Regions from separate parts of the Mus musculus genome. Here regions 1, 2, 3, 4, 5 and 6 are each linked to region 7. Evidence: chromatin contacts called from public Hi-C and HiChIP or PLAC-seq data. All regions are on one chromosome and are shown on one strand. Each heading gives the region's core, a stretch centred on a gene start, on an enhancer-like site or on the middle of the called end of the contact. The rest is flanking DNA. Distances are from core to core; before and after follow the strand shown.

The links. A called contact is a pair of places that touch in the nucleus more often than the background predicts. HiChIP or PLAC-seq counts read pairs in DNA pulled down with a chosen protein or histone mark.
Region 1: a contact with region 7 is called in an H3K4me3 HiChIP or PLAC-seq map of neural tube, with 4 times the contacts expected there. The contact joins the enhancer-like site here to the promoter of Cdh4 in region 7. A contact is called at or near these places in 4 of 39 promoter capture datasets (embryonic stem cells, hippocampal neurons and stem cell-derived epiblast-like cells), 4 of 484 Hi-C or Micro-C datasets (differentiating embryonic stem cells, embryonic stem cells and rod photoreceptor), 7 of 115 datasets of contacts at active chromatin or transcription factors (craniofacial prominence, embryonic forebrain, embryonic hindbrain and 3 more) and 3 of 9 other capture datasets (adipose tissue, liver and pancreatic islet).
Region 2: a contact with region 7 is called in a Hi-C map of cerebral cortex, with 3 times the contacts expected there. The contact joins the enhancer-like site here to the promoter of Cdh4 in region 7. A contact is called at or near these places in 3 of 39 promoter capture datasets (the 3T3-L1 cell line, cranial neural crest and hippocampal neurons), 4 of 484 Hi-C or Micro-C datasets (cerebral cortex, cortical neurons and forebrain), 7 of 115 datasets of contacts at active chromatin or transcription factors (SST interneurons, craniofacial prominence, embryonic forebrain and 4 more) and 1 of 9 other capture datasets (liver).
Region 3: a Hi-C map of nephron progenitors shows a contact between it and region 7, with 4 times the contacts expected there. The contact joins the enhancer-like site here to the promoter of Cdh4 in region 7. A contact is called at or near these places in 5 of 39 promoter capture datasets (cranial neural crest, embryonic stem cells, hippocampal neurons and 2 more), 9 of 484 Hi-C or Micro-C datasets (cerebellar granule neurons, cerebellum, cerebral cortex and 4 more), 11 of 115 datasets of contacts at active chromatin or transcription factors (craniofacial prominence, embryonic forebrain, embryonic hindbrain and 6 more) and 3 of 9 other capture datasets (adipose tissue, embryonic stem cells and liver).
Region 4: a contact with region 7 is called in an H3K4me3 HiChIP or PLAC-seq map of neural tube, with 4 times the contacts expected there. The contact joins the enhancer-like site here to the promoter of Cdh4 in region 7. A contact is called at or near these places in 2 of 484 Hi-C or Micro-C datasets (stem cell-derived neural progenitor cells and stem cell-derived neurons), 8 of 115 datasets of contacts at active chromatin or transcription factors (embryonic forebrain, embryonic hindbrain, embryonic stem cells and 4 more) and 3 of 9 other capture datasets (adipose tissue, liver and pancreatic islet).
Region 5: an H3K4me3 HiChIP or PLAC-seq map of neural progenitor cells shows a contact between it and region 7, with 15 read pairs. The contact joins the enhancer-like site here to the promoter of Cdh4 in region 7. A contact is called at or near these places in 2 of 39 promoter capture datasets (embryonic stem cells and stem cell-derived epiblast-like cells), 1 of 484 Hi-C or Micro-C datasets (myocytes), 13 of 115 datasets of contacts at active chromatin or transcription factors (SST interneurons, embryonic forebrain, embryonic hindbrain and 6 more) and 3 of 9 other capture datasets (adipose tissue, embryonic stem cells and liver).
Region 6: a Hi-C map of cerebral cortex shows a contact between it and region 7, with 2.2 times the contacts expected there. The contact joins the enhancer-like site here to the promoter of Cdh4 in region 7. A contact is called at or near these places in 5 of 484 Hi-C or Micro-C datasets (cerebellum, cerebral cortex, embryonic stem cells and 1 more), 7 of 115 datasets of contacts at active chromatin or transcription factors (VIP interneurons, embryonic forebrain, embryonic hindbrain and 2 more) and 3 of 9 other capture datasets (adipose tissue, liver and pancreatic islet).

Annotation. Positions count from the first base shown.
Region 1 is chr2:179,629,662-179,632,361 of GRCm38.p6, forward strand. The region is part of intron 2 of Cdh4 (cadherin 4); the gene reads left to right. Among named protein-coding and RNA genes, the nearest start is that of Gm52541, 110 kb to the left of the region's middle. Within about 2 kb of position 1,325, at least 3 of the 459 cell types and tissues checked have an H3K27ac peak or open chromatin away from gene starts, as enhancers often do. A contact at or near this core is called in neural tube, where this site is marked.
Region 2 is chr2:179,237,184-179,239,883 of GRCm38.p6, forward strand. No RefSeq gene overlaps it. Among named protein-coding and RNA genes, the nearest start is that of 4930591A17Rik, 180 kb to the right of the region's middle. Within about 2 kb of position 1,303, at least 12 of the 459 cell types and tissues checked have an H3K27ac peak or open chromatin away from gene starts, as enhancers often do. A contact at or near this core is called in SST interneurons, cerebral cortex and forebrain, where this site is marked.
Region 3 is chr2:179,192,555-179,195,356 of GRCm38.p6, forward strand. No RefSeq gene overlaps it. Among named protein-coding and RNA genes, the nearest start is that of Gm35948, 150 kb to the left of the region's middle. Within about 2 kb of position 1,422, at least 32 of the 459 cell types and tissues checked have an H3K27ac peak or open chromatin away from gene starts, as enhancers often do. A contact at or near this core is called in craniofacial prominence, where this site is marked.
Region 4 is chr2:179,291,514-179,294,213 of GRCm38.p6, forward strand. No RefSeq gene overlaps it. Among named protein-coding and RNA genes, the nearest start is that of 4930591A17Rik, 120 kb to the right of the region's middle. Within about 2 kb of position 1,363, at least 20 of the 459 cell types and tissues checked have an H3K27ac peak or open chromatin away from gene starts, as enhancers often do. A contact at or near this core is called in neural tube and pancreatic islet, where this site is marked.
Region 5 is chr2:179,678,704-179,681,403 of GRCm38.p6, forward strand. The region is part of intron 2 of Cdh4 (cadherin 4); the gene reads left to right. Among named protein-coding and RNA genes, the nearest start is that of Gm36066, 120 kb to the right of the region's middle. Within about 2 kb of position 1,413, at least 8 of the 459 cell types and tissues checked have an H3K27ac peak or open chromatin away from gene starts, as enhancers often do. A contact at or near this core is called in neural progenitor cells, where this site is marked.
Region 6 is chr2:179,597,720-179,600,419 of GRCm38.p6, forward strand. All of the region lies in intron 2 of Cdh4 (cadherin 4), which reads left to right. Among named protein-coding and RNA genes, the nearest start is that of Gm52541, 77 kb to the left of the region's middle. Within about 2 kb of position 1,387, at least 9 of the 459 cell types and tissues checked have an H3K27ac peak or open chromatin away from gene starts, as enhancers often do. A contact at or near this core is called in cerebral cortex, where this site is marked.
Region 7 is chr2:179,441,053-179,443,752 of GRCm38.p6, forward strand. Cdh4 (cadherin 4) reads left to right here and starts at 1,379. Exons shown (of 16, transcript NM_009867.3): 1 at 1,379-1,626. The coding sequence starts at 1,570.

The DNA of each region.
Region 1 (2,700 bases), core at 75-2,574, 190 kb after region 7:
CCTGTGAACAAAGCTGTCTTTTATTTCCTCACACACTGACATTGTACTTGTGATAAGCAGATGTTTGGCTGTGGTTCACCTCAGCTAGAGAAATCCAGTACGATCCGGTTGTCCCAGAACACCCTGGGGTGCAGCCTAGATCCTTCTCTCTATGTTTGTGCTCTGTGAAAGCCACCCTCCACTTCCCACCTGCTACCCTGGGGCTGGGACAGTCTGTCCTGTGTCCTAGCATCAGATCATGATACCTCTATCCTAGGACCTGGGGTTTTGATATCACCAGGTAGCTGGTAGAGCAAGTATCCCAGAATCTACTCAATTGATCATTGAGTAGAGCCTATTCCTGGACTGTCACCAGGGTGGGACACCCACAGGGTTGCCTGTCCCCTGAGATTCTCTCTACAACACCCATCACCTGTCACCTGAGTCAACTGTAGATGCCTCTCTCAAAGAGCCCACTAGATGTATAGTCTCCATGCCTTGTATTATTAGACCCTGGTGTCCTGTGATGCTTTGACCCCTGAGCTGATGCCCAGGGAAGTCCATAGACACCATCTGTGGTTGATTACCACTGGTGCTTATTTGTGTCCTCTTGTTTTGTTTGGGGATAGGGGTTCATCAACTGTGGACCACTGTGAAGTACCTGGAAGTTTTCGATGGTCGCCATTCTTAGGGTGGCTTGCTAGTAAAGGATGCCATTTGATGTCCCTCAGAAGCAGTTCAGCCACCTACAACAACCTCATCTGGAGGTTGACAGGGTGGAGATTGGGAAGCCCCCTGTTCTGTGATGCTGGCAGCACTGAGTGACATCTGGGAATACAGACAGGTATTAGACCTCTCTCTCAACCACGTCATGTAATCCACACCCTGTGAGCTATATGTGGCTCTTACTGCTTCCAGTGGAGAAATGGAGGCCCAGAGAGCTCAGCCACATCACCAAATCCCATCTTAACTCTGCAGCCAGTGCCACCGCCCTCTGCTGAGTTTTACTCAAGCCAGAATAAGGCTGGTCAGAGCCCACATGGTACAAAGTGGCCCGCTCCTGCCAAGTGCAAACATGGCTGGCTGTGTGTCCAGAGAACCCAAGATGCTGATCCTTCCTCAGATCCCCCTGAACTTTGACCTCGTCTCTGATCCCAAGCACCATCAGGCCAGGCCCAAGGCCAACGAGGCAGCTGCATGAACTCGCCATGTTTATAAATCTGACTCACGTCCTAATTGGAACCAGAGACACAATTAATCACTCTGATCCCTCACACCCTTGATCTCAACAAAGGCAGTCACAAAACATGCTCTCTCCCCGACCGTGTTCACGTCACACCGCCTCCTCACTAAGGGTCTGGCTCAGAAGTGTCTGACTTAATGTGGGGAAAGGCAAACATCAAGGAAGCCCCAGTGTGGACAGCGTTCTTCCCTCACGTGCTCACCCTCCTACTGCCTAACATTTTGCTTATGATGTAAGGCTTGGGGCTGCGTTTCTTGTGGAAATGACTTTTCAATGCGTGGCTGATTTTATTTTCTTTTTTTTTTCTTTTCTTTTCTTTTCATTAGATATTTTCTTCATTTATATTTCAAATGCTATCTTGAAAGTTTCCTATACCTCCCCCCGCCCTGCTCCTCAACCCACCCACTCCTGCTTCCTGGCCCAGGCATTGCCCTGCATATGATCTTCGCAAGACCAAGGGCCTCTCCTCCCAATGGTGGCTGACTAGGCCATCTTCTGCTACATATGCTACTAGAGACATGAGCTCGGGGGGTACTGGTTAGTTCATATTGTTGTTCCACCTATAGGGTTGCAGACCCCTTCAGCTCCTTGGGTACTTTCTCTAGCTCCTCCATTGGGGGCCCTGTGTTCCATCCAATACATGACTATGATCATCCACTTCTGTATTTGCCAGGCACTGGCATAGCCTCACAAGAGATAGCTATATCAGGGTCCTGTCAGCAAAATCTTGCTGGCATACGCCATAGTGTCTGCGTTTGGTGGCTGATTATGGGATGAATCCCCGGGTGGGGCAGTCTCTAGATGGTCCATCCTTTTGTCTCAGCTCCAAACTTTGTCTCTGTAACTCCCTCCATGGATATTTTGTTCCCCATTCTAAGGAAGAACGAAGTATCCACACTTTGGTCTTCCTTTTTCTTGAGTTTCATGTGTTTTGTAAATTGTATCTTGGGTATTCTAAGTTTCTGGGCTAATATCCACTTATCAGTGAGAGCATATCATGTGTGTTCTTTTGTGACTGGGTTACCTCACTCAGGATGATATCCTCCAGATCCATCCATTTGCCTAAGAATTTCATAAATTTATTGTTTTTAATAGCTGAGTAGTACTCCATTGTGTGAATGTACCACATTTTCTGTATCTATTCCTCTGTTGAGGGCCATCTGGGTTCTTTCCAGTTTCTGGCTATTCAAAGTATCACTATTTGCAGATGATATGATAGCATATATAAGTGACCCTAAAAATTCCACCAGAGAACTCCTAAACCTGATGAACAGCATGGCTGCTTTTCATTCATATACTGGAATGCAGGCCTATGATGCAAGACTGGTGGAATGCATCTTCTGTGAGGCTGGGGCTGTGAACAGTTATGTTCAGAGGACAGTAAAGAGCTCACTGTGGGGAGCCATGGTGGTTGACTGGACTGTGATGGTGGTTGGTGGGGATGGTGCTTACATGGTAGAGTGCTTGTTTAGCATACA
Region 2 (2,700 bases), core at 53-2,552, 200 kb before region 7:
CATGGTGGCTCACAACCATCTGTAATGGGATCCAATGTCCTCTTCTGGTGTGAGGCTGAAGACAGTTACAGTATACTCCTATAAATAAAAATTTAAAAATACATATTTAAAAAGAGAGAGGAAGGGTTTATCAGCCTATCACAGTAGCAAGAACATGGGTCTTACATTGCATCCAAGTCAAGGAAGGGGACAGAGAGACACGCTGACGCTCACCTTACTTTCTCCTTGTGATTCAGCCTGGGACCTGAGCAGCAGCAGGAGCAGCAGGGTCACTCTGTGGGAAGACCCAGCATGACCCCTAGCCCTAACTACAGGGCAACCACACATGGCTGATGCTACTTGGCACCAGAGTCCCCCTAGTGCAGCAAGACTCCATTGGAGTTGTATGATGTTTCACTACTCCTATGGAGCTGAGCATACACCTGTCCCTTACTTCATCCCAAGGTAACTGGAACCAGACCTTGTGGATGAGAGACTACAGCCCTTTGTTTTAGAAATGGGTCTCCTGGGAAAGAAGACAAACGGTCCTTCCAGCCTGCCCACTGCTTCAGATTAAGCCAGGCTGCTGGCCTTGGGGTATCTTTGCCAACCCAGGGGAAGATGGCCACTAATGAAATTAACTGAGATGAGACAGAGGTGAGACACAATACACCTCACACCCCTCAGTGTGTACTGAGAGACATTAGATGGGCATGAATTCCCTATTATGTAAGCCCATGCATTCTCCTCTCTCCCATAGTACTGGCATCTTGCAGCCTCAGAGCCCTGTCTGGTTCAATCACCGAGAACACTGACTTCCTGGATTGCTGTCCCCAGGTTTGTGTTAAACAGTGTCAACACACTGATTTGCCAGCTCTCTGCCTGGGACAGGGAAGACATGAACACCAGTGGTCTAGGCACTTCCTAATAGGGAACATGACAGAAAGGTAACCCCTGAGGACATAGAGGGACAGACAAGTCGTACCTGGCTTACTGCTTTGCTCTCTGCTATATCACAGGAAGCTGATCCAGTCACCGGGGAGAGGCTGTGTGGAGACAGCTGCTGTGCTTCCTCCCACCAAATGAGGTTTGACTGCTCGCTTATTTTGGATGACCATCTGGGAGGCAGCCACAATTCATGGTTTAGCTACATCCTGCCAGAAACCAAGTGCCCTATCCTTTTGTAGATGTTTGAAGGCTGAGCCCACAGAACCCACAAGAAGACAGTGCACAGCTTCGCCTGGTGGCACAGCCCGCGGGGCTGACACTTCCGACGCTCATCTTGACAGGAACGGAGCATGAAAAGCCAAGAAGCGAGCATCCTCCGTGTTCCCATCTGCAGCTGCTCTACCAGCCCCACCGCCAGGATGTCTTAGCTGGATCTTTCCAGCACTCTGCTTCCTGGGAAGTGTCACAGAGACACCACACAGGAGGAACACTACGTTGTCTTCCTTTTTTTTTTTGAGAACAGTCACTGAATCTTGTTGGTGAACTGCCAATATCCACCATGCCTCATTTTTAATGAGAGAGACTCTCCCTACAAGACAAAACAGTGTCACCAGGGTTTCTTTAAATCATTGTATCTACGTTCTGCATCTCAGAACACTCACCCATGCCAAGGCTGCAACTGGAAGGTTGGCGTTAACCCCTCTAAGCCTTGCACCATCAGAATGTGGATACATTGTTGCTTCTCGGAAGATGAGAGAAGCAGGGGCGAAAGCCAGCAGAAACTTCCCAACTTCCTCCCGGGCTCTTGCTGTGAAAATTAAAGTTGGGCGCTCACCAGGCTCTGTCCTGAAGCCCCAAAGCTTCTGCGGCTTACTCTAGCTGACACTTGCATATGTTCCCACGGATCAACACCAGTGGGGTCTATAATGAAGATACCCAGGCCTGTGGCAATGAGTCTGTCTGATTCCCTTGTCAGAAAGGCCTTCCCATAGCTCCCTCCTCAGTGCCCGACCTCTGAGAGATAAGAGGGATAAGGCACCATCCCCACTGGCATGGTCTGTGCCTTCCCTATGCTTTGGCACCCATTAGGCCTTCTTGTGACCACTTCTGCCCTTAGTGCATAGGAGGTCTTCATAATTCCCCAAAGACCAACAGGTGAAGCTATCCACCACCACTGGCAGAATCTTGAACCAACATTCAAGATGTGTGTCCTTGACTGAGGCATGGAAAGATGAAGATCTTGGCTTCTTACCTGCAAAACAAAGGATAATGGAGGCTACCTCTGCAGGTTGCTACAATCACAGATATCTATGGATGTGATGGCATCTGCCCGGCACCACAATGGCCTCAGAGCATGTCAGCTCTCCTTGATGACTGCTGATCTGGGATGTGTGCCTTGTGAATTTGGAACCAACTCTTTCAAAGATGTTTCCTCTTTCCAGAATGGGAGCCCACAGGGCAGTGTGGCCCAGGAGCTATGACTGCAGCAGAGCCGGACAGGGCCCCTCAGATCTGGGGGGTTGCAGGGACAGCAGCCAGGCCATTCTGCCATCCAGAAGTAAACACCATTGGGTTAAAAGTGCTCCATCTTGATCTTCTAACACACAATCTAATTTGCAAAGTGAATGTGAACACTTTTAGTCTAAGGAAGGGAGACTGGGGGAGGCTCTGCCCTGGTTTTGTTTTTCCTGTCCTCAGTTTTGATGAGTCACAAAGATGTCTGACAACAGATGCTGAAGGTACTCCTGCTAAGGTGTTCCTGCCGAGCAGCAG
Region 3 (2,802 bases), core at 172-2,671, 250 kb before region 7:
GGTGTCTCTTTCAAGGAAGAGAAATGTGATACCGTAGGCTTCGGCTCCCTCCTGCTGGCCCTCCCTCACTCCTTCTCCTTCTGCATCCTCCCCCTTCCCCTCTTAGCCCCCCTTTCAGCCTCTTTCATTTTTGCCTCTTTCCCCTTCCTCTCCTTGCCCTTTTGCTGCCTGCTCAGTCTTCTCTCTCTCTCTCTCTCTCTCTCTCTCTCTCTCTCTCTCTCTCTCTCTCTCTCTCTCTCTCTCTCTCCCTGCTTCCACACTATTCCCTCTCTCCCTTCTCTTCTTGCTGTTTTCTCAACGGCTTTGTCAAAACTGCTCAATTCTCAACAGTCAGACCGGAGAGACACAGGCCTTGCAGCCATGCCGGCAAAGAGGCAGTGACATATTTACATATTTAAAGGTAAATGAGCCCTGTGTGGTCACTACAGGTACAAGGTACAGTTTGCATTTCCTAAGACAACACAGCCTATTCCTGGAAACAGTGCTCCACCCTGCCCCACCCCACCCAGTGCTAAACCAGCAGTGATGGAGAGACCCAGCTGTGTAGAAGGCAGCCTCTCACTGTGTGGACAGTGGAGAAGGCAGAAGAATGGCTGATGTAAGCGCCTGTAAGGGGGGCCTCTCCACAGGCAGCTGCCAGCCTTCTGTCAGCAAGATGGACAAAGCCCCAGGAAGGGCACGCTGTGTGACAACGGTGTGCATTAGCTCCAAGGCTTGGCAGTCAGGGCAGCCCAACCTGCAGCCTCCTACATGGGACTGCACAGAGTTCCATGAGACAGGCTAGGAAACCACAGTGGGGTGTCTAGATGCGTTCGGTGGATCAAAGTGGCATTTCCCTTTAGAGCATTACCCAAGAAGTATGGTAGAGGCTGTTGCTGTGATATGATGGGCTGAGTGGTTAAAAGGGCTTATGGCTTCCTTCTGGCTGTTCTAGGTCACCTGTTAGGGGCTCTTCAAGGCATGCATGGTGCTGATTCTCATGGGCATCCCTAATGGTTCTTCCTACAAGCCAGTGGGCCATAAGCACTGGAGGTCTCTTTTGTAGAGCTGGGAGATAAGTCCACGCCTCCCTCTTTGGAGGCCGCGTTCTCCATTAAGCACTCCCCCTGTCTAAGTATACACAGTCTACAGCTTTGCAGGAGGTGGACCTCCCACTGCAGACAGAGGCGTCCTATAAGGCTGGGTCAGTGGAGCGTTATCACCATGACAGGCTGAGCTGAGAGTTTCTGGTAGATTATGTTTATTTCTTGGCCATTCTGTGACCACCGTTCATTTAGGGTCAGAAAGTTCTTGCACAGCTGCCCCCATGCTGTCCCGGGTGCTGACCCACCCGGGAGCTGACCAGGGTGCTGTCCAGGGTGCTTAACCAGACACCCTGTCAAGTGCCAGGGACGAGCTAACCACTTCAGTGGGATCCAGCAACACCTCTGAATGCTGCCCTCTAGTGGCAGCTCCATTCACCCACTTGCCTGAGTTGTGCCTTATCCTGCTGACCATGGTGTTAGGTTAGTGGTCTTCCTACCACTCTAGGCCAGCTCTAACCTGCTCTCTGTGCACCACTTCTGGCCCCAGCTTCTTGGTCCCAGGTCTGTTATTTTTTGTTTTGCTCTGTTGTGTTCTGTTTCTAGACAGGATCTCACTGTGAACCTTTGGCTGGCCTGGAATTTGCTATAAAGTCCAAGCTGGCTTCGAACTCACAGAAATCTCCCGGCCTCTGCCTTCCAAATGCTGGGATCAAAGTTGTGTGCCACCACATCTGGCTCACTCTCAGTTTTCATTGTCAAAGACAAAGTGACTGTGTAAGTATGGTTCAGAGAATTTGTCCAGTCTGTGGCTTTGACACAGCCACTCAGGCCTTCAGTTCAGGATTGGGATGGACAGTGGTGCAGCCAAATTCCCTCCTGCTCAGAGTGAAGGGAAGTTACAGTCTAGATGAGCCTTTTCAAAGAAGCCCAACCAAAATGACAGCCAATATTCTGGTGCTAAAGGTGGTCCGTGCAGGGAGCACCTGGATGACATAGGCTATCAATGGGTAGTGAGAAAAGACCATGATAGAGTTGGATCCCAGTGGGCAGGAAGCGGGTGGATGGAGGATGATTGAACAGAATTTGGAAGACATGAAATGATCAGCCAGGGACACGAGTGTGCACAGAGAGAGGATCCAAAGAGGATAAGTCAGTGATCACGGACATGTGCATATGTATATGTGAATGTGAATATACATATGAACATGTATGTATAAGTGAATGTTTATATATGTAGTAATGTATATATACATATAAATGTGAGTATTCATATAAATATGTATGTATATGTGAATGTATATGTATATATGAATGTGAATACACATATAAACATGTATATATGAATGTGCATGTAGATATTAACATATATAAAAATGTATATATACATATGAAAGCATATGTAGATAGGACCGTGTATGTATATATAAATATGTTCATACATATGAATGTGTATGTATAAGTGAATGTGTACATACATATAAACATGTATGCATATGTGAATGTGTATGTATATGAATGTATATGTAGATATGAATGTGTACATACATATATGTATGTAGATAGGAATGTGTATGTACATTTAAATGTATATATGTGCTCTGCATGCATATATAAATGTGTATACATGATTTGTATGTACATATGAGCATTGTAGTATGCATGTAAGCACATACATATATGTGTATACATGTATATAAGAATATATAACTATTAATATTTTTGGGGGGGTTATTCCTTCATTTCTCACTTTCCCAGAAGGCAGAAATCTGCAAGACTG
Region 4 (2,700 bases), core at 113-2,612, 150 kb before region 7:
CAGGCAGAGCCTCACTCTTGGGCCAGAGTGGTCAATCATAAATGTCTCTCAAAGCTCCTTGGTTGATGCTCTTGCATCCCCCTGGGAACCACCGTAGCTTGACCTGCTTATTGCCCTCAAAGAAGAGTGGGACAGGCAAACTTTTGTTGGACCCACAGACATAAGCCATGGCCATGCCAGGGTGCTGTGTCAGGTGTCCCAGCTAATGTTCTGATCATCAGGGACTTCAGAGAAGAAGTCAGAGGCTGATTGTTCTGAGGCCCTGGATGCATCAGGCTCTGTCTTTTGTACATGTCATCTCTACTGACCATGTGTGTGTGCTTGTACTGGCATGTGCACACATATGCACATATATCATACACACATATATACACACAAACAGACAATGCACACACAATCAGATACATACAGACACACAGACATACACATAGACATAGACATGCACGCAGACACACATATACACATGCATAAACATACAGACACACACAATGCACACACACAATGCATGCACACAGACACATACACACAAACACATGCACAAGCACACACACACTTGCATGCGGTGCCACATGTCAGCTCCCTGCCTCCTTCTGAATGAGGAGACCGTATTTGTCAGCAACACCGCATCCCGCAGATCCCCAGCATGATTTATGGCATGCGTTAGCGCAATATCTGTGTGCATCGCTGGAGGAAACTTAATTGATGAGAGGATTGTCAGAAATGATTCTGGGTGTGGGGAGGGGTGCATTGAACAGCAGATCAAAAGGGAAGGCAGCCTCTCTTTGAAATAATATGTTCCTGCATTTGGATTGGAATATCTCCTAAAGAAACAACTCCCTCATTTTTCTGTCGGAGACTTTAGATTTCTTTCTCCTTTGGTGACCAGGCCATGCTTAGTAAATAAGATACAGAGAGAATGCGTGTGTCTATCACCCAGAGACAAGGTCCCAGTTCGGAGACCTCAAGGGCACTAGGTTGTAAGTCACAGTGAGTTCCATGTTGGGGAAGGCTGCCTGGAGAAAAGCCCCGGGGACTAGAGTACAAAGCAAGAGAAAGACAAGGGCAGGTGACATGCTGGCTGTTCGTACTCAGAAGCAAAGGTTCTTGGCTTTAACCTGTCTGTAACCTGCCCATGCCGACTGTGTGGTCATTTTGCACCACTAGGCTGGACTCCAAAACCCTGTCAGGCAAACGTCCATCCCTCAGCTAAGCCTGAGTGCAGCAGGTCACTGCCCTAGGGCACTGGATGGGGCCAGATCTCTGTGTCAAGGAATGGTGCCTTTGTGTACAGACACTCACCAGAGGCCACAGCCACACCCAGGAGGTTTCCAAGGAAACAGGCATGAGGACATCCATACCCTGAGCCATGCCCTGGCCTCAGCCATGCAACCCACAGCCCAACACTAGGAGGCCACGGCTGCTCATTCCTGGGGCCCTTGACAAGTGAAGCTCCTGCTGACAGCAGAAGGTAGCTATTCAGAAACTATGCCATGTAGCCTGCTGAACAGGAGACAAGAGGGACCTCAACACACCCACACCCACCGGCTTCGAACACTGAGCAAAGCCATAGGATGGTGCTGCCAGCACTGGATGGCACCCTGGGACACTGGAGTGGAGGACGGTAGCACATGCTTTTGGAGACACTTGCTGTTTCCCTCTCTCCTCCCGTCCTTCCATGAAGCTCAGCTCAGAGTGACTATAAATCAAGGACACAGTGCAGAGACCCTAGTCAGGGCTTGGTTCCCCCAGTCTCTACTAGGGCTAGCTTTAGGGAGGATTGGGGCTAGGCGTGGATCTGGTCAGAAGCAGTTTGGGCACAGGACATTTCTCTCCCCTGTAGTGTTGATCAGAGCCGGGCAAAGGGCTCATTTCCCATGCGCATAGTAATGCTGTGTTTTGAGTATGGCCAACCCATGAATATTAAAAATAAAATACGCTTGATCAATGAGGGCTTTGTTTGCGATATAACCGTCCTGGGTTCAGACAGACAAGCCCCCACAGCTTAATCACTGTCACCCGAGTGTGGTTTGCAGAAGAATCGGGGTGTTCCGACGAGTATTGATCTGCCATCGCAGTCCCAGGCGTTCAGGGATGAGGGACCGGCCATAGCCCTTCTGCTTTGTATCGGGAATACGTCAGGGCCGTCCACATTAAACCACCTCATATCGATAAGCCGGCAAGCTAAAAAACACCCGCCATGGTGTGATTGATCGCTGCGTATTAACCGAGGTTATTAGAGCGGGGAAATATGATGCTTTCATCAGGGCCTCGCAGCACACAACTTAACAATCCATCTTCATTTCCCTTGTGTTTTTCTTCTTCTGGGCCCATTTTTTTTCTTTTACTCAATTAATTACAGTTAATTAGATGCTGAACACAATGACTTTATGTTGTACCCAAAGAGACCTCAAGGGGTAGGTCTCTGTGTGACGTGGCAGTCAGTCCTAGAAGGCTTCGTGCTGCCAGGGTCCTCAAGACAGACAAGGGGCTCAGCCAGTGCCTTCCCCAGGAATGCTATCAAGTGAAGGAGACGCCCGTGTGGACTGGCACACACTGGTCATTTCCTAGATCTAGACTTTGTGTTTTTGCACAGGCGGGCAGGAGGTGGAGGATAGCTGGCCCCAATTGGTTTTAGCTAAGAAAGGCTGTTGCATGATCCTAACATTTCTCTGGGGTTGTGAGATTAAGTTTTCCAAGGTC
Region 5 (2,700 bases), core at 163-2,662, 240 kb after region 7:
TTAGCAGGTAGGAACCAGAAGAACAGATGAGTGAGGTCAGTCTGTCCCAGGAAAGGGTCACTGGGATCCTACGCAGCTCCATGTTGGACAACTCTGTAGTCTTGACCCACCTTGTGGGGTTCTACTCTTGCCAGCTTGTCATTTACTGTGTTCCATGGGTAAACGGGGTATAGAGGCTGGGACTCAAAGCCCAAACTGCATCTTACGACCCTCTCCACTCCTGCTGACACTGGCTGGTCAGGCGTTTTACCTGTAGCCTGTCTTTTGCTGCTTTGTGGGTTCTTCTTTCTTCTACACTTTACCCCTTCTCTTCCACCCTTTCTACCCCCAACACTGGATAAGAGAGGAACAGGGATAGAGAGGAACGGAAAGAGATGCGTGAATAAAGTCAGGGGGTTGGAAAGAGGGTCATGTCGTTGTTAGACTACTGCCTGCTGGTTTAAGGTTTTGAGTTCCTCAGGGCAAGTTTGATCTTCACCATCAGGATATCTAATTTCTTCTTGTTCTTTCTTCTTTGGGAGTGACTATTAACAAACCTTGAGCAACAACTACCAACAACCCTTCACACCTCTCAGGGCCCTAACATTTGTATACCTTCTTTTTAAAAAAAATCTCAGAATTCCAAATGTCACACAACCGCAGAAGCTATCTGCAGCTGGCAAAATTATGCCCCTGCTAGAACACGAGGCAAATCATAGTCAGCTGCTGTGGACAGTCTGAAGCAGCCCCATGTCCCACACCCAAGAGTGTAAAACAAAAACATATTCTTATATTCCTGTTGTTTTTTTATTTATTTAAGAAACCCAAATTCCGAAATTGTCACTACATTTTTCTGCCTTAGGGAAGGGTGATGAAGAGAAGTATGTAAATGAGCTACACAAGATTAAAAAAAGAGAGAGATGCATTCTGAACTCTGTGCTCTTCAGTGAGCGAGTCAACACTTCATCCTAAATCCAGCTATCTACCAACATGCCCTAGGCATGACATTGAAGGATCCTGTGTGGGGGTCAGCAGGCAAGTTTGTTCTCAGCTAAAGCATCAAGAAGCGATGTTAAAATAATTCAGGCTGCATGGCTGACCTAGGGAGCACGCAAGAGCTGAGCTTTCAGAGTGGGGCTCGGCTTGTGGTGCTGTGGTATCATGTGCATGTTTACCACAGTGCCTCCTTGTCTCCTCCACCTAGAGTATCGCTTTCAGTGTGCAGTGGCTGGTGTCTTAGACAGATTCTCCTCTCAGAAAATGTCAGCATGGAGCAACCCTGTGTGCTGTGGGGAGATGGGTATCACACAGTGGGAGTCTTTACACATCCACGTGGATACAGCAGAACTTGGCTGCTGCCTCTGCTGTCTGAGCAGACAGGCTCTGCAGATCTCTCCTCATGGTTGCCTGGCATGCCGACAGCAGCCTGTGTCAGTGTCTGGAAACCAGGGTTGTGCTCTTTCGTTTTCTTCTGCTCTCTTCTGCCTGTGTGTCTGAGCTGGGGTTCAGATAGGTATCTCCTTTCCCTGCCCTACATCTTCCCGTAGAACACAAGTGTGCACAAGGACAGTCTTGTTCCTTTGCACCACAGGTGTGTGGCCACCATCACCCCAGAAGAATTTATCAAGAGCTGAAGAATAAATGAGGCTAAAATCCAACCTGGGGAGTGTGTCCCACATGGGTGCCTTCAGGAGGGAGGGTTGTCAGCATCAAAGCCACCTGGGAAGGAATTATACAGGATCAGATCCAGCTAGGTGTCTGACTCCTGGCCCTGTGGCCAGAGTGGTTTTCTCAGTTCTAATACAAGCCCGGAAACATAAAGCTGGCATCCCAGACTTACAGATGAGTCCTGTCCCAGACCCATCTACAAGTGTCATGAAGAGCCAGCATGGGCCTCACTGAGGAAACTGAGTGCTTGGTAAACCCGTTCATGTCAAGGACTATTCTTTATGGTCTGAAAATACCCGACCCCCTCACTCGGTTGTTAAAAGGAAAATGGTTTCTCCTCCAGCCTATTCTCCTCTTTCTTCCTCTCTGTCCTCTGTCGCTTTCCAAGGCCACTCCCACCAGCCTTGCCTGGCAGAAGGCCCTGAACAACTCCATCAGAGTTGCCACCTGTGCCCTGTGACTGGGCATCCTGGGTATTTTCATGTTTAAGAGGGGGAAACTATAGCAGAGACAACTGTGGCTCCCCCACCCCTGACCCTCACGGGGGTCTGCAGCCAACGTCACCTTCACAGAGGAGGTAGGCATAAATAGTACCAGCTGCACTTCCAGCCTGAAGCTTCCAAACTGCGGAGTGAATGTGAGAAGAAGCTGGAGGTCTCGGAGTGAGGCTGGGTCCCTTGTGTATCAGCAGAGGTCTGTGGACAGACGTCCCAAACATCCTCCATCCAGCTTCCCCAAGGCCTGCCTTGCCCCTGCACCTACTTCCTGTCCCTGTCCCTCAGCTCAGGCACTGCTGAGGCCACCCCTGCTCCCCTTGGTCACCTGGCACACGTTAGATTCTGAAGAGCTCCTCACTGCAGCCAGCCAGGGAGTGCACACACCCTTACCACACATGGCCTGTGAGGATCGCTAAGTCCCACATGGCCACGCACAGTGGAAATGCATGCACATGTGTCTATGTGATGGGAAGCCATAAGGCCGTGAGTCCAGCTTCCTATTGCTGGCAGATCAGTTTTACACACAGCTTAACTCCTCAGACCCATCCTGTGTCCT
Region 6 (2,700 bases), core at 137-2,636, 160 kb after region 7:
CTTCTAAGTTCTTTGATAAACCGTTTGTGGTCAGTGATCCCTGGGGTCTCCAGGATGCCTGAGCGAGTCCTGACTCCTGTGTTAGAGGGAGGGACTATGATTGCTGGCATGGGGTGGGGATGTCCATTCTCAGGATAGCGTTGCTGGCATTTGACAATTAGTGTAATTAGCTCTGTGTCGGGATTAAGCCCTCCAGCATCAGGCCCTGCAGACTTGAGAAGAGGCAAAAGCAGCTCGTTGTGACATTTTGTTGTTGCTGCTTTTGTTTGTTTGTTTATTTCTATGGAGACATAACTGACTTGAATGGCCTCTGTAACCTTGGGACAATCACCAGGAAATCATGAGGAGTGAATTGCTAGGACACCCACTGTCCTTGTTTGTAATATAATGTGAGCATTGTAAGTCCCTGTCATTTAATTCCCAGCCGAGGCACTGCATGTAAGAGGTGGCAGACTCTGGACATTAGGTGACAGGCTTCAGCAGGCTCCAGGAGCATGCTCTCTGTATCCCTTTGGGAGGGCACTTCAGCACCCTCACAACAGCCTTCACACCATTCCACCAACCTTGGTCTTCACTTCCAGAAACACCTGTTTGAAGAGCTCACGGTTTCACAGCAGAGTTATTTAACTTGTAGGTCGACACTTGGACGTCTGGTTCATTTAGCGGATTGCTTGTGGTTCTTTGTCTGCGACCTAGTAGTGATCCATTGTGGGGAAATGTCCTCTGTATCTGTATGATCGTGAGTATGTGTGACAGGGTAGAGAGAAGGGAGATTCTGATGGGCCCATCTGGATGTGATCTGAAGTGCTAGAGCCATTGAGCCTCCTGCCTGCTGTCCCCTTCCTCATCTTTACTCTCCAGGTTCTGTTGTGAGAGTCACATGTGGTTTGGGCCTCCTGGGCTTACAGAAAGGATCCAGGCTGGCATACTGAGGGCCACAGGGGCTGAGCTGCACCCCCTGGGTGTCTGAGTTGTGGGGAACAAATGCCTGCCTGCTGTTCCTGGTAGGGTAGCACATTTTCACATTTCTTTTTCTTTCACACAAAAGCCATCTGATGCCTGTGGGAACAGAGTCCAGAGATGCAAGATGGGTTTCTGATTATTAGGGAAGCCCATCTTTGCTGGGGCAGGGGGAGGCTTGTAATCGCCATGGGCTGGGTGATGACTCCTGTAAAACACACGGACACTGCTTCCATTCCTCTTTGTTCGAAACACCCCCTTCTCTTTTTATCCCTTTTCCTTTTTTGATACAGCCCAAGGGCATTTTCCTATCCTCTGTGAAGGAAATTCCTGCTATGGCAGATGCCAGCGGCAAACACCCCGGAGCCGTCTGTTGTTTCTGCCTTGGATGGGATTTTACCGCGCTGTGGACTCTTCTGGAACATGATATCAAAGTAGGTGCTGCAGAGCTTGGCTGTGACTTCAGACTCTCGGTGGCTGGTACAGAGACCTGCTCTGGGAAGGAAAATGCTTGCCCGGTTTTGGAAATGTTAAGTAGATCATAGCTTCCCTCAGCTCTGAGTTTGGTTGTAGCACTCCGTGATGAGCGGCACACTGCAGGCAAGATGACTGTATGCATTGTCAGACAGTGGTGAGTGTGTGCCTTACACTTTCCCAAGCTGCCACGAGCACTGGACCAACCAAACCACACCCCAGAAAATGTCTGTATCTGTTGACATTGGGGGAAAAGACTGTTAAACCTCAGGCAAGTTTAGAAGAGTCTTCTGCCATTCAGGCCTCCTTCAAGAGCCCAGCCCCAAAATTCTGATTTAAAAAGTCACTTGGAAAGTAGGGGCAGGAGGATCTCTGCGAACCCAAAGCCAGCCTGGGCTCAAAGACAGCCTTCATCACACTATGTAGACCCTGTCCTTGAAATAAATACAAAACCACAAGAGTCAGTGTCAGGAAGGGAGAGGTTCTGAAAGGAGCCATCTGTCCATCTGTCTGTCCACCCACGGCCTAAACCCCAGGCTCCCCTTTCACATCCTCCCTGAGGAATTTGCCTCTCTATCTTTTTCTCTCAGCTGTCTCTGTGTTCCTCTGTTTCTATCTCTGTCCCTTCCTATGACTTTCTCCATGTATGTTCCTACCTCTGTTTGTCTCTACTCAACACACATTGTAGGCTCTAGCACAGCACATTAGGGCCTCACATGGCCTCACAGGGCAACTTTGCCCAACTTTCCTGTGCTCTGTGGTATCTCTGCAGTCAGGCTCACTGAGAATTGCTATTTTATGAGACTACAACTAAACATGGTTCCTGAGATGAATTTGCAGCATGTCCTATTGATTTCTCAGGAAATCTTCTCTGCCGTGTGATACCACTTCTGCCTGTGAGAACCATGGCCAAAGGCAAGGTGCCAAGAAGTGTCAGAGAAAGCCACCAGAAAGCTTCTAGGCCACAGTTGGCCCTCTTCCCAGCAGAGACATATTTGCTATGATTCTTCAGCCCACAGCCATGCCACATGCCATACACAGCCACACATAGCCACAAAGCCTTACCATATACCACACCCAGCCACATAGCCACACCACATGTCACACATAGCCACACAGCCACACCACATGAAGTCATACCACATGCCACACCCAGTCACAAAGTCATACCACATGCCACACCCAGTCACACAGCCTTACCATATACCACACTCAGCCACACAGCCACATCACATGCCACATACAGCCATACCACATGACACTCAC
Region 7 (2,700 bases), core at 129-2,628:
AGCTGTCTCCTCCAGGTCTCCATATTCCTTCTCACCTCCCCAGTAAGCTCACCGACTCGCCAAGCTGTACTCAAGTCTTGCTTTGGTCTGGGTACCTCTCTATCAAGAGTGAATGTTTCTTTGTCTCCCCAGGGAAGGACATAGAAGAGTCTGAAGACTGCCCAGCCAGCCATGCTAAGTTAGTAGCCTCTCTCATTCCTTAGCAGGCCAATACTGGGACAGTCTGTGGCATAGGGCCAGGTTGGCACAGGCTTGGTGTTCAGATACTTGGTGGTCCAAGCTAAACCCAGTCTCATACCTCTGGACAGAGCCCACTATGCACCCTGGGTTACCCTGATTTCCCATGGCTCGAGTACTAGTCAGGAGACCTAGGGTGTCATCCACCATAGTGGGGGGAGGGGGGGCAAGGAAGAAAAGGTCTCTCTGTCCAAGTTAACTATGACCTTGGGGCAACTTAATTCACTCTTCTCAAACCAGAACTATTGTATTCTGGACACAGATTTTCTCAGAAGAGAGACAAAGAACATTTGAAAAACATCTGAGCAGACACTCCACTTTTCTGTACATTGCTTAGCCAAGGGAGGGATGGGGAAGCCTTCACTCACAGTCCAAGCTGCCCTTATTTTTCCGCGAGAGCGATACGATGCTTAAAGAAATGCCTGCAGTCAGGGTTGGAAATTGCCCATGCGAAGCAAATGGAGCTGGCCTGCCCAGGGAGCTGACGTGCCTGACAGCTCTGCCCGCTGGAGTCCCTTCCTTCCTTCCGCGGCCTCTGATTTCTTCCTTGCCTATACAGAAGACCTAACTACATTTTGGCACACACAGAGGAATGGGTAGGAATCCTCCCAAACCTTGGAGGATAGCCAGAGCCAGGCCCACACTATAAGGGGTCAGCCGAGCCAGCCCAGCTGGAGAGTGACCCCTCCCCTCTCCCTCTCTTCCGATCCCTGAGCTGTTCAGAGGGCTGGAGGCCATCACAAAGGCCTGTGTCCGGAGACTTAGATGACACAGGGATGAAGGAAGTGTCCACTCTTCACTGTGGGCTCTGAAAAGAAGTTGACCTAACATCACGGTGTGATCACAAGCAGGGGTCCCACAATCTACAAAGGACATCTAACTTGCTGGGCAGAGACTACACAGTCTTCTTTGGTTCACACCGTCTTTGCTCCTAGAAACCCAGTCTCCCTGGCTTCGTCTGCTCATACAGGCCTCTAGTTGTCCCACGGGACTGAGGCCGCCCTGCCAGCGAGCAACCAGGCCAAGCGGCTGAGCGAGTGGGCGCGGGAGCGGCTCCTTTAAGGCCCGCGTCAGGCCCGGCCGGAGGGGCGGGGCCTCGGCGAGGCCGCCGCTCAGCTTCACCTGCAGTTCCGAGCGCGCGGAACAGAGGCGCGGGCGGCTGCGAGGCCGGCGGACGCACCGGCCGGAGGGAGCGCGCCGCCGGCCCACTTGGCCTGGCTCCCGGAGCCCGGGCGGCAAGTGCGGGGAAAAGCAGGGCGGGCGCGGGCGGAGCATCGCCGCGGCGAGGGAAGCCGGGCACCGGGCGAGCGCCGGGGCGGCGCGGCGGGGACGATGACCACAGGCTCTGTGCTGCCGCTGCTGCTGCTCGGGCTCTCGGGCGCGCTCCGGGTAAGTTGCCGCCTCTCCGATCGCAGGCGATCTGGGAACCCGTGGGGCTAGCTGGTGTCTCCCGGTCTTCTCAAACCGCCGCCCGCGCTGCGCGAAGCCGCTCGCTATCGGAGCGAGGAGCCGCGGAGCTGAGCGGGCGGGACCCTAGGTGCCATCTCGTTGCCCGATCTGCGCTCCGGGGCCGCCCTCCGTAGTGTAGTACTCGCCTCCGCCGCCCGGCAGTCGCGCATCCCGAGTTCCAGCCGCGCGCCGGGTCGGGTCGGCTGCGCGGGGCGCTCTCCCGGGTCCCGTGGGTGCCGCGGAGCTCGGCTGCAGTGGGAGGCGGAGGCGACTAAGGGGCGCGGGTTGTAGCCGCGGGGTCTAGCAGGTCCTCCCGACTTAGAGAGGGATCGGGAGGAGGGCGCAGCGGGAGCGCGAGGCACTGAGCCCGGGGACTGGAGCTGGACACACTCGCTGTTTCCGCACAGTCTCTGCGCGGTCTCCAGCCGGCTCCCTCGGTTAACTCCAGCTCGCTGCGGGTCTTCGGAACGGCTCAGCGGCAGCTCCCGCAGCGACCCTGGGCGGAGACCGAGTGGCCTGAACCCCCTCTCGTGGCCGATCGGTCCGGTGGCCTGCTCGCTGCCACGCCGAGGTATTCTCTGCGATGAACCAGGGTTGGCGACCGGCTGCTCCGAGGCCACCGGACCATCGCCTTGCGCGGGGAACACGCCCCGGGGGGACAGAAACTTTCCCGGCCGACTTTTGTCTCCCGCGGGCTGCAAGAGCATTTCAGAGCTGCGATCCCCAAGAACCAGATGTCATTCTGAGCTTGGCCGGGGGAAGATCCCCGACCCAGCCCTCCCTTTCCTAGCCTCCGGGGCCGGGTACTCGAGCCCGAGCTACAGGCTGCAGGCTGCGGGTGGCCTCCCAGCGGAACCCGGGCGGAGCTGTTGCGCGCAGCTGGAGGACTCGGCCGGCAGGGAGGCGCGTTCCGCTCTGGCGGCCCGCGAAGCTGAGACTGCAGGGTGCTGGCTGCGCCCCCGGCTCCCGGAGCTTGCTCACCAGGGATCCGGAGCCTGGTGCGCCTTCTTCTCC